Linked DNA regions of Mus musculus: regions 2 and 3 are each linked to region 1. Evidence: chromatin contacts called from public HiCAR-type and promoter capture Hi-C data. All regions are on one chromosome and are shown on one strand. Each heading gives the region's core, a stretch centred on a gene start, on an enhancer-like site or on the middle of the called end of the contact. The rest is flanking DNA. Distances are from core to core; before and after follow the strand shown.

Evidence for each region. Promoter capture Hi-C pulls out the DNA fragments that hold promoters and counts their contacts. HiCAR-type assays count read pairs that join an accessible place to other places.
Region 2: a HiCAR-type map of astrocytes shows a contact between it and region 1, with 5 times the contacts expected there. The contact joins the promoter of A830018L16Rik here to the promoter of Arfgef1 in region 1. A contact is called at or near these places in 4 of 39 promoter capture datasets (cranial neural crest, embryonic stem cells and hippocampal neurons) and 1 of 115 datasets of contacts at active chromatin or transcription factors (astrocytes).
Region 3: a promoter capture Hi-C map of hippocampal neurons shows a contact between it and region 1, with 4 times the contacts expected there. The contact joins the enhancer-like site here to the promoter of Arfgef1 in region 1. A contact is called at or near these places in 4 of 39 promoter capture datasets (cranial neural crest, frontonasal cranial neural crest, hippocampal neurons and 1 more) and 3 of 115 datasets of contacts at active chromatin or transcription factors (astrocytes, embryonic stem cells and neural tube).

What each region holds. Positions count from the first base shown.
Region 1 is chr1:10,230,838-10,234,054 of GRCm38.p6, reverse strand. It overlaps Arfgef1 (ADP-ribosylation factor guanine nucleotide-exchange factor 1(brefeldin A-inhibited)), which reads left to right and starts at 1,385. Exons shown (of 38, transcript NM_001102430.1): 1 at 1,385-1,684. The coding sequence starts at 1,561.
Region 2 is chr1:11,412,309-11,415,563 of GRCm38.p6, reverse strand. It overlaps A830018L16Rik (RIKEN cDNA A830018L16 gene), which reads right to left and starts at 1,459. Exons shown (of 14, transcript NM_001160369.2): 1 at 927-1,459. The coding sequence starts at 995.
Region 3 is chr1:11,572,621-11,575,772 of GRCm38.p6, reverse strand. All of the region lies in intron 5 of A830018L16Rik (RIKEN cDNA A830018L16 gene), which reads right to left. Among named protein-coding and RNA genes, the nearest start is that of A830018L16Rik, 160 kb to the right of the region's middle. Within about 2 kb of position 1,827, at least 9 of the 459 cell types and tissues checked have an H3K27ac peak or open chromatin away from gene starts, as enhancers often do. A contact at or near this core is called in hippocampal neurons, where this site is marked.

The DNA.
Region 1 (3,217 bases), core at 136-2,635:
CTGTCCATTTTAATTGTATGTCACCTTCAGATTTCCCATTTTTATTTCCTTTGGCTTTTCATACGTCTCAAGTCTTGTCACTTTGCAGCGTTCACACCTTTGGATTCTGATTGCTGCATTAATATAAATCCACAGCTAACACACTCTAAGGAAAAGAAAGCAAAAGCTGTATCCTAACCGGGATCCCATGTTGCTGGAGACACGCAATAGCATGGAACCCCCTGTAAACCGGCTGCATTTATTTCATGGGATTCTTAACGTTTTCTCTCAGAAGCAATGCGGAAATTTGAGTTCTGTGGCATTAAAGCAGGCACAGTATGGTCAGGAGTATCTGTTCTTAAAGCTTTTCCATTCTGAAAACTCCGGATTAAAGGTAGAGAACGGGAGGGCTCTGTGCGGTACCTGAGTCAGAAGCACTCACCTTAACTTCAGTGTCAATCAGAAAAGGGCATGAAACCTAGGGTTTACTGATTTACCCTATTGAGAGATTTAAAAAGTGAAAATATTCCTGAATCTTCGCCCAGTGGTTTTTAGCTTACGTTTTGCAAAAGAGATCCATCTTGAAGTAATTGAAAGTATCGGTCAAGGATAGCAATTTCCTACACCTGAGAAGGAAATTTAGACCCCGTGTGGCAGGCGGAAACCAGGTGCGCCTGAGGGAGCGACGCGGGTGTTCCTGTGGCCCTAGGACCGCGAGGAACTTTGCTCCCCGGCGACCGGCTGTCCAGAAAGTTGGGGAAGCCCGTGCACGGTAGGCAGGGGTCCTGTCGTCCCGGCCTTGGGAGCGCCCCTGTGCTCCGATCACGCATCCCAGTAGCCCGCAAGAGCAGAAGCCCCGCGCCACGCCGTGCCGCGCAGCAGGACGCCCGCCACGCCCCACGCTGCCCTGCAGGCGAACGCGGGAGGCGGCGAGTCCCCGCCGGGCCGCCGTAGAGTTGCAGCTCCGGCCGCTCCTCCCGCGCCGCCCTCCGCCCCTTGCCTCTCGGCGCCGCGGCAGCTCTGGGCTGGCGCTGGCACCGCCGCCGCCGCCGCTTCCTCTCCGCAGCCGTTCGGCCGCTGCGTGACGCGTCGTTTCCTCTCAACATGGCGTCCGGGGCAGGTCGGCGGTGATGGAGGCCAGTCGGCGGCTGCGGCGGATGCTGGTCCCCACGGTAGCTAGGGCAGCCTCGCGCCTGCTGGCAGTGTGAGGCGCCGCCACCTAGGCCCTCGGCCCCGGGAAGACGGCCGCCCGGGCCGAGTGCCGCCGCCGCCGGGCCGTAGGGACGAGTGAGGCGGGCGGCCGGGAAGCGACCCCCGGGCCGACGGCGCCGAGGCCGGACGGGCGCGGCCCTCGAACGGCGGCCCCTCGAGCGTGGCGAGGCTTTCGACGCCCTTGGCGGCCCCGCGGCCGCTCCGCGTCGCCGGCCGCTTCCTGGTGCCGCCGCTGCCCTCCACGCCTCCTCGCCCCCACCGCCACCTCCTCGCCTTTCTCCCTCCCCGTCCTCATCCCGGTCCCCGTCCCCCTCCTCCGCCTTCCCTCCAGCCGCCGGGACCGCCGCCGCCGCCGCCTCCTCCGCGTCCATGTATGAGGGCAAGAAGACGAAGAACATGTTCCTGACCCGGGCCCTGGAGAAGATTCTGGCCGACAAGGAAGTGAAGAAGGCGCATCACTCCCAGCTGCGCAAAGCGTGCGAGGTGGCCCTAGGTGAGCCCGGAGGAGGCCGCGGCGCGGGGTGCCGGCCGCGAGAGGTGGGCGGCGTGGCGGGCGGCTCGTCCGGGGAGCCCTGCTGGCCGCCCGACTGGAGTTGACAGCAACTCGGCTGGACGCGGGGCACCGGCTGAGTGGAGGAGGATAGGCGGCCAGCCGGGGCCCCTGGAACTCGAGATGGTTACGGATCGCGAGGCACCTGGCTTCGAGTGGTCCACAGGACGGGATGGGGGGAGGGTTGTTGGTGGCCCCTGCGGTGCGGACAGAATGTCATCCTTTGTGATGGAGCAGAAGATGAGCTGTTGTTTATTAGCTTAGAAATTGAGGTGGGGCCGATCTGACGAGACTGAGCGTGGGGGAGGGTTCCGTATTGCAATTACAATAACTTTATGATTTGGCGTGGTACTTTGGGAAGAAAGGTTGAAGTTGTTCCCTCGTTGACAGTCTCGAGAAAGGGGGTTGCAAAAGGTGCCTCGAGTTTGCCATCTCTCTGCCCCAGCTACAGGAAAAAAGAGTAGTAATGTAACCTACTGGGCTGACCTGGAAGAACAAGACTAGAGGTTAAGGGGGTGGCGGTGGCCGTGTCTGTGTGGAAATGTGGAAGGAAAGAACCTTTAGATAAATTGACTTTAGGTAACACAGAAAGGGGTGTGTGTGAAATGAGAGAAAAGAGAAAGACAATGACACCCACCAGCCACATGTCTGGACAGTGGCAGCTGTTCTCAAGCTTCAGTTGTGATTTATAGTTCAGACAGAAGAGGTCTAGTGTAATGAAGCCACAGCAGGGCAAATCCCAAACAATACCTATAAAACCATTGTAGGCAGATAACGATTTGTTTGCGGTAGGTTTGGTAGGTCTAGTGCATCCATCAATAAGAGAATTGTTAAGGGAGAAGCCAGAACATTTAACACAGATAAATTTGTGATGCTTACCCTTTTGTTTATAGCCCTGGACCAGAGCAGCTCAACTTTGCAAGAAATGAAAATGGTTAAAAGTGATTTTTGAAAAACATTTTTGAAAGGGGACAAACTAACTTTATGCTAAAGTAAGGGGTCCAGATAGGTTAGAGACAATTTTGCATTTAAGTTTTGACTTAAGACTACCATTTAACTTACTCCAAATGTTACAGCCGCCCTTCCTCCTTTTTTTCTCAATACTTAGTAATATGAAAAACATCAACTGGATTTGTTTAACATCCACCAAAAAATGGTCCTTTTTGTTGGTGGTGTTTTGTTGTTAATGTAGTAGTATAGTGGACTTAAATAGTTCCTTCCTTTGCCCTTCATTGGTCATAAGTTCCCATTTTGTTATTGTAACTAACAACACGTTTCCAGGTGAATGAGAAGACTATTGTACAGTTGCAAAAATTGAATTTATATTTGGGTCCTGAAAGAAGTCATTATTAATTGGAGTGATAGGAAGGGTTTTAAGAACTTTTAAAATTATTGTGTGCTGTAGGGTTTTCAGTAACCTGGCAGGGTAAAAAAACAAATGAAATTCAAATTAAAGCTTTAGTATTTAAGAACTAA
Region 2 (3,255 bases), core at 210-2,709, 1.2 Mb before region 1:
CTGCTCTGTTTTCAGATCACTAATGCATCCTTTTCCTCTTTCTCCCTAGCTCTTCAGCCTAAGCAATAGGAAGCTGCTTTTCAGGTATGTGCTGCGAGGAAGTCATAGGATAGACTTTCTATAGGAAGAATGCAGACTGCGGAACCTCAGGCATCCCAGGTGAGCCTGGCTACTTGAGTACCTGGCACTCCACACTTCCTCAGCTTGGGGTCAGCACCCTGACAACCTGCTGAACCGTAGCACTTAGGTGGTGCCTGCTTTCTGCCCCTAGGTCAGATTTTCCCTCTTGCTTAGCTTTTTTCTTCACTGTGTTCTTGTCATTAATTATTTGAAGGCGAAGGAAAACATCTCAAGACTGTGTCCTCAGAAAACAGGCATGTTTTCCTAAAACCCTTCTCTGCTCCTTTCCATCTCTGAGAACAGTGCAAAGGGTTCTAGTTTCAGCCACTGGACCAGCTTTAACATTTTTCCCCCAGCCGGGCAACCCCTCCACCTTTTTAGGTTCTACGACTGCCCATATTTAAAAGAAGAAAATTCAATATGCAAGATAGTGTGAATTCCCGGTGTGTGTGTGTGTGTGTGTGTGTGTGTGTGTGTGTGTGTGTGTGTAGATGTACACCTGGATTACCTGTCTCAACCTTAGTCCTGCCATATGGCTACTAGATGCATGACAGTCAGATGGCTCCAATTGTCCTGTTAGGCTGAAGTTAGGCCCTCCAGAGCTCACCTGTCAGTGTCTAGGTAACTGGCCAAGTGCCAGCAGGGCCGCGTTCCAGAACACCTAGTGGGACAGTCCTCCCTCTCCCGCGCATTTGCTCAGCCCCCTACCTTTGCTTAAGAAAATTCTGATTTTTTTTTTTTTTTTTCCTGCACCACCACCACCGCCTTCAAAGAGAGCGGGACCATTCCCCACCAGGGCTCCTTACCTCAAACAGAGGACCGATCTTGTTTTTCTCCAGGTAAGCCTGGATTCGGGTTTGTTGACGAGATGCCATGAGAAAACAGATGGGTCAGCAGAGAGAAGACAATGCGCCTCGGCTGGGGACAGCTCTACTCTACCCCAGGGCAGGAGCTCCGAGCCTGAGCTTTCTGGCACAGCGATGGCTAGCAACTCCGTTAGCAGCGAGCCCGAAGGGAGCAGGGCTCAGGGAACCCGGGCGAGGCTCTACCAACTCAGACAACTCCGAGGCAAGGAGAGAACTACATCGCATCCTGCAGCTCGCGCCCACCCGCTCTCCGCTTTCCGCAGCACCGCCGCCGAGGCGAAATCGCGGGCAGAGGCTGGTCTGTCCTCTGGGCGGCAGCAGCAGCAGGAGCCGGTGGCCGAAGGCGAGTGTCTGTGCAGTGCCTTCGCGAGCCGAGCGGGGGACAGCGCCGGCCGCAGGGGCGACAGCGCGCGGAACCGCCCAGAGCGCGCCACGGTGTGCGCCCAGCTCCTGGCTGCCAGGAACCAGCACCCAAGCTGCTCCCCGAGGCGGTGCTCGCTCCCTAGCGACAGAGCCGCTCAAAAAGCCAATGGTAAAGGTGCTTCTTTCAAAGTGCACATAAATCTGGTGCTTGTTGGCTACTCCTTGGCAGCTACACCCGCAGTTCCAAACCACTCAGCTTGATCTTCTCCTGGCCCAGCGCTCTGCCTTCACTAGGCTGGGATGAGAAAAAGCCGGAGATGAGAACTATGGCTGGGTTTTGCCGCGAAAACAAAGTTGCTTATGTTAAAAAGAAAAAAGAAAGGAACAGATATATCTATCTTGGCCTTGAGCAAGTCAGCCACAACCGGCGTTGCTGCCTGAGAACTGATTGAAAATTCCCGAAGTACAGACACCCAAAGGCTGGAAGCAACCCTTAGGCATTTGGCAGGGAGATGAAACAAAAGCAAGCCAGCTCTCTCTGCTTCCAAGTTTGCCTACACCTTCAGCTCTGTCTGCTACACCTCTGGCTACAGCTCAGGGGCTCTGAGCTCCCACCCAACAGTTATTCCTCCAGATACTTCAGAAGCACATCAACTTTACCTCATACCTTCTTACTATGAGACGACTTTTCAAGGTTAAGATCTGCAGTTATCACAAGGTTCCGTGTAGAGTTCTTTGCATTTAAAAAACCAAAAAACGATATAAAGCACTAAAACCCCAAAGATGAGTTGTCTGGTTCTAAACCATTTTGTATTGCCAAATCAGAACGTTTATACTAAAACTGTTGGCTGTCTCTACAATAATAGGCACGGATTTCTTTAAAACCAACTGCGACAGTGTAGATTTCTTCTTTTTCTGCACTGTGTTCAGGTTTCTGTGACCTGTATCTGTCCAAGCTTTTTCTCTCCGTTTTAAATTATCTAAGCATTGTGCAATAGTTAAGATGAGAATGGATTGTTCCAGGAAGTATTATAATAATTGCCTTTAATAATTCACATACACGAAATCTACTAGAGGAATTGGGCTATTAGCCACTATTGATAACTCGAAGCAGACATGATTTGGGGTGGAAAGATGTCAGAGCTGTTACTTTTACAATCAGCCTCATGACCCACCAGGTACAGGCAGGAGTAATGAACAGTGAGGAGTCCTGGTCTGTCACGTATTTCCTGTAACAGTTCAAAACTACAGTTACTTATGTACTTTTTCATAAGATTGGGAGATACTGACTATACATTAAATATGTTGTAGACTTGGCGTGAAGCCCTGTGAGTCACCTAAAGGCCCAAGTATTTTAAATTCCACATTGTACTAAAAGATCAGGACAGGCCTTCATCAAAATACATCTTCTTCCTCTAAGAGATATGAGGAAGATCTTTCTTCAAATCTATTAATTAAGATAATTAATAAGTCTTCCATAAACCCAGGAGTTCTGCATCAATTTTATTGGCCAGAAAAGATAAAACTTAGTCTGGCAACATTAAAGAAGACCCATAATGCTATTTTAAGTAAGGGTGCTACATCTCTAAGTATCCCAAACTTGCATAACTGAGACATTTCCAAAGCCACTCCACTACTGCGATGCAGCCTCTACCTCAGAAAGCATGGTTGTTCCATTTCTTACAGATTCTGACACCATTGCTACTGGAAGTAGTTTTTTGTCCAGCTTCTCCATTGTAGGCATAACATTAAGTCTGAAACTGTAGAGGCATAAAGCTCCACCTTTGTCTGGTGGCTTTCAGTCCTGTGGAAGTAGTTGACACCTACACAATGATGGTGTGCTAATACAAGAGTAAAGAGGCATACTGTGGCCACAGATTTCTTGAGGGATGTTGTGAGGATTGTG
Region 3 (3,152 bases), core at 578-3,077, 1.3 Mb before region 1:
GAAAAAAATCAGGAAAGTGGAGATTATTGCAAGATTTGCAAAAAGTTAATGAAATTATGGAACTTATGGGAGCACTACAACTGGCTTATTTACTCCAGCTGCCACTCCAAAAAATATATGTAAGATTATTATAGATCTAAAAAAAATGTTTTTATACTATTTCTTTGCATCCTGATGATTGTAAAAGGTGTGCTTGCCTGTAATTTTAAAGAACTCATGAAGTGATATCATTGGGAAGTTTTGTCTCTAGATATGACTAATGGCCTTATATTATGCCAAAAATGTGTTGCTGCTTCAATAAAAGAAGTTAGGACTTTGAATTCTTCTGAATATATGAATTATATGAATGATATTTTATTAGCTGACCCCTCTGAAGGAGTTTTACTACAAACCTTTGTTCTTATACAACAAGCTTTAAAATCTTGAGGATTAGTTATTGCTCCAGAATAGAAAAGATTCAAAGACTATATCTTTTTCAACATTTGGGACGTCCGTTATATCCAAAACAAATTGTAGCAGAGAAAATTCAAATAAGGAAAGATAATTTACTTACTTTAAATGATTTTAAAAACTATTAAGAGATGTTAATTGACTAAGACCTCATCTTAAGCATAGCACAGGAGAATTTAACCGCTCTTTGATATTCTTTTTTTATTAGATATTTTCTTCATTTATATTTCAAATGCTATCCCAAAAGTCCCCTATACCATCCCCCCCGACCCTGCTCCCCAACTCACTCACTCCCACTTCTTGGCCCTGGTGATCCCCTGTACTGGGGCATATAATCTTTGCAAGACCAAGGGGCCTCTCTTCCCAATGATGGCCAACTAGGCCATCTTCTGCTACATATGCAGCTAGAGACACGAGCTCTGTGGGTACTGGTTAGTTCATATTGTTGTTCCTCCTATAGCGTTGCAGACCCCTTCAGCTCTTGGGTACTTTCTCTAGCTCCTATATTGGGGGCCATGTGTTCCATCCTATAGATGACTGTGAGCATCCACTTCTGTATTTGTCAGGCAATGGCAAAGCCTCACAGGAGACAGATATATCAGGGTTCCTTCAGCAAAATCTTGCTGGTGTATGCAATAATGTCTGTGTTTGGTGGCTGATTATGGGATGAACCTCAGGGTGGGGCAGTCTCTGGATGGTCCATCCTTTCGTCTTAGTTCCAAACTTTGTCTCTGCAACTCCTTCCATGGATAATTTATTCCATATTCTAGGGAGGTATGAAATATCCACGTGTTGGTCTTCCTTCTTGATTTTCTTGTGTTTTGGAAGTTGTATCATGGGTATTCTAGGTTTCTGGGCTAATATCCACTTATCAGTGAGAGCATATCAAGTGACTTCTTTTGTGATTGGGTCACCTCACTCAGGATGACATCCTCCAGATACATCCATTTGCCCAAGAATTTCATAAATTCATTGTTTTTAATAGCTGAGTAGTACTCCATTGTGTAAATGTACCACATTTTCTGTATCCATTCCTCTGTTGAGGGACATCTGGGTTCTTTCCAGCTTCTGGCTATTATAAATAGAGCTGCTGTGAACATGATGGAGCATGTGTCCTTATTCCCAGTTGGAACATCTTCTGGGTATATGCATAGGAGAGGTATTGCTGGGGGGGGGGGTCCTGTTATAGTGTTGTCTAATTGTCTTTTTTCTCTTCAGTCCTTGCTCCCACACTGGAGAACCCATTGACTGACTGAGCTGGATTGGTCAAAGAAGAAACTCCTACAGGTTGATACCAAGAAATATGAACAGTAGATCAGGACTGCCAGGGAATCCAGTCCCCACAACCTAGCACAGTTAAAGAACCCACATCCCAATGTGCCTCCAAGCTGAGATTACACACACTCCATTCCGTTTCCATGATGGAAATGTTAATAAGGTTATCTCATACCAATCTCATTATGTAATGGAAACAAAGAAAATAAAACCTTCATCGTTTATATATGTTTATTTTATATGGAAAATCATGAAATTTCTGAGACAAATATAAGTTAACTTATAGCTTGCTTATAAACGTATCAAATGGCAGCTAAATTGATGAACAGAATGTTCACAGAGTGACTCAGAAATGTGAACATGCCAGTTCTCCCACACACACCTAAGTAAGGCACATGCTGAGCCAAATCCACCAAAGGAACAGAAAATTGGCAGATAGGCCAGTGGAAGCAAGCAGAGGGTCCACTGTTCAGTACATGGCTCTAAGAAGGTTTTTCTCCACTCAGGAGAAAAAACACATCCCAACTTTTTTATTGAACAATAAAAATTTGGGTAAATCAAATACCTCTATTTGTGATTTAGAAAAGAAGCTTGTAGAAATTTTACAATTATTTTAATGATTACATGTAAGAATGGATTTCCTAACAAAACAACAGTGTTTCAGAAAAATGATAATTTTCCATTTAATAGTAAACACAATTTAAAATAGAATGTCAATGCTCAAAATAAAATGACATACTTTAGACATGTATAACAAGACAGAAGCCCATATCTAGAATGTGTAATAAACTCACAGAGAAAAAGGACTAGAAAATGAGGCCAAAGTTACTAGCTTCCACTGGACCTCGTTAAATATGTTAAAACTCTCAGTTAAGTCCATGATTTTTGCTTTATTTTTAAAATATTTTTCCATTAATATGTGGACAGCAGAAAGTGCAGGAGAGAAAGGTATTATATTGAACTGTTGGTAGGAGTATAAATTGACACAAACACTTTATGGTAAAATTTCTATCATACTAGTGATGATGGATACACACAAAAGGCACAGGCCTTGCTACCTGAAGGGTCCTTTTCCAATTCTGTCTCAGAGGGAGACCAATGTCTACAATGGAAAAGAAATGCAAACACTGTGGGTACAGAACCATAGTTTTTGTAAGATATAATTGAAAAAAAAATGCTTGGAGTAAAGCCCCAGCTAATATATTTCAGATGTTTCTGTGTGTTCAAATTTAACTCATTCACTCTTGGAAATAAAAATAGGAAAGCATGCGCTTCACAGCAAAAGGCACATAACACTGGCTTTGCTTTCCCATTCCTGGTTGTTCTGATGGCCATCATTACATTGAGGCAGTATCTTCTAGTTTTTTTCCAAAGTGAATTGAGGCCTTTTCTTTCACCACTAAATATCTTATGGGACTTTCAGTTGG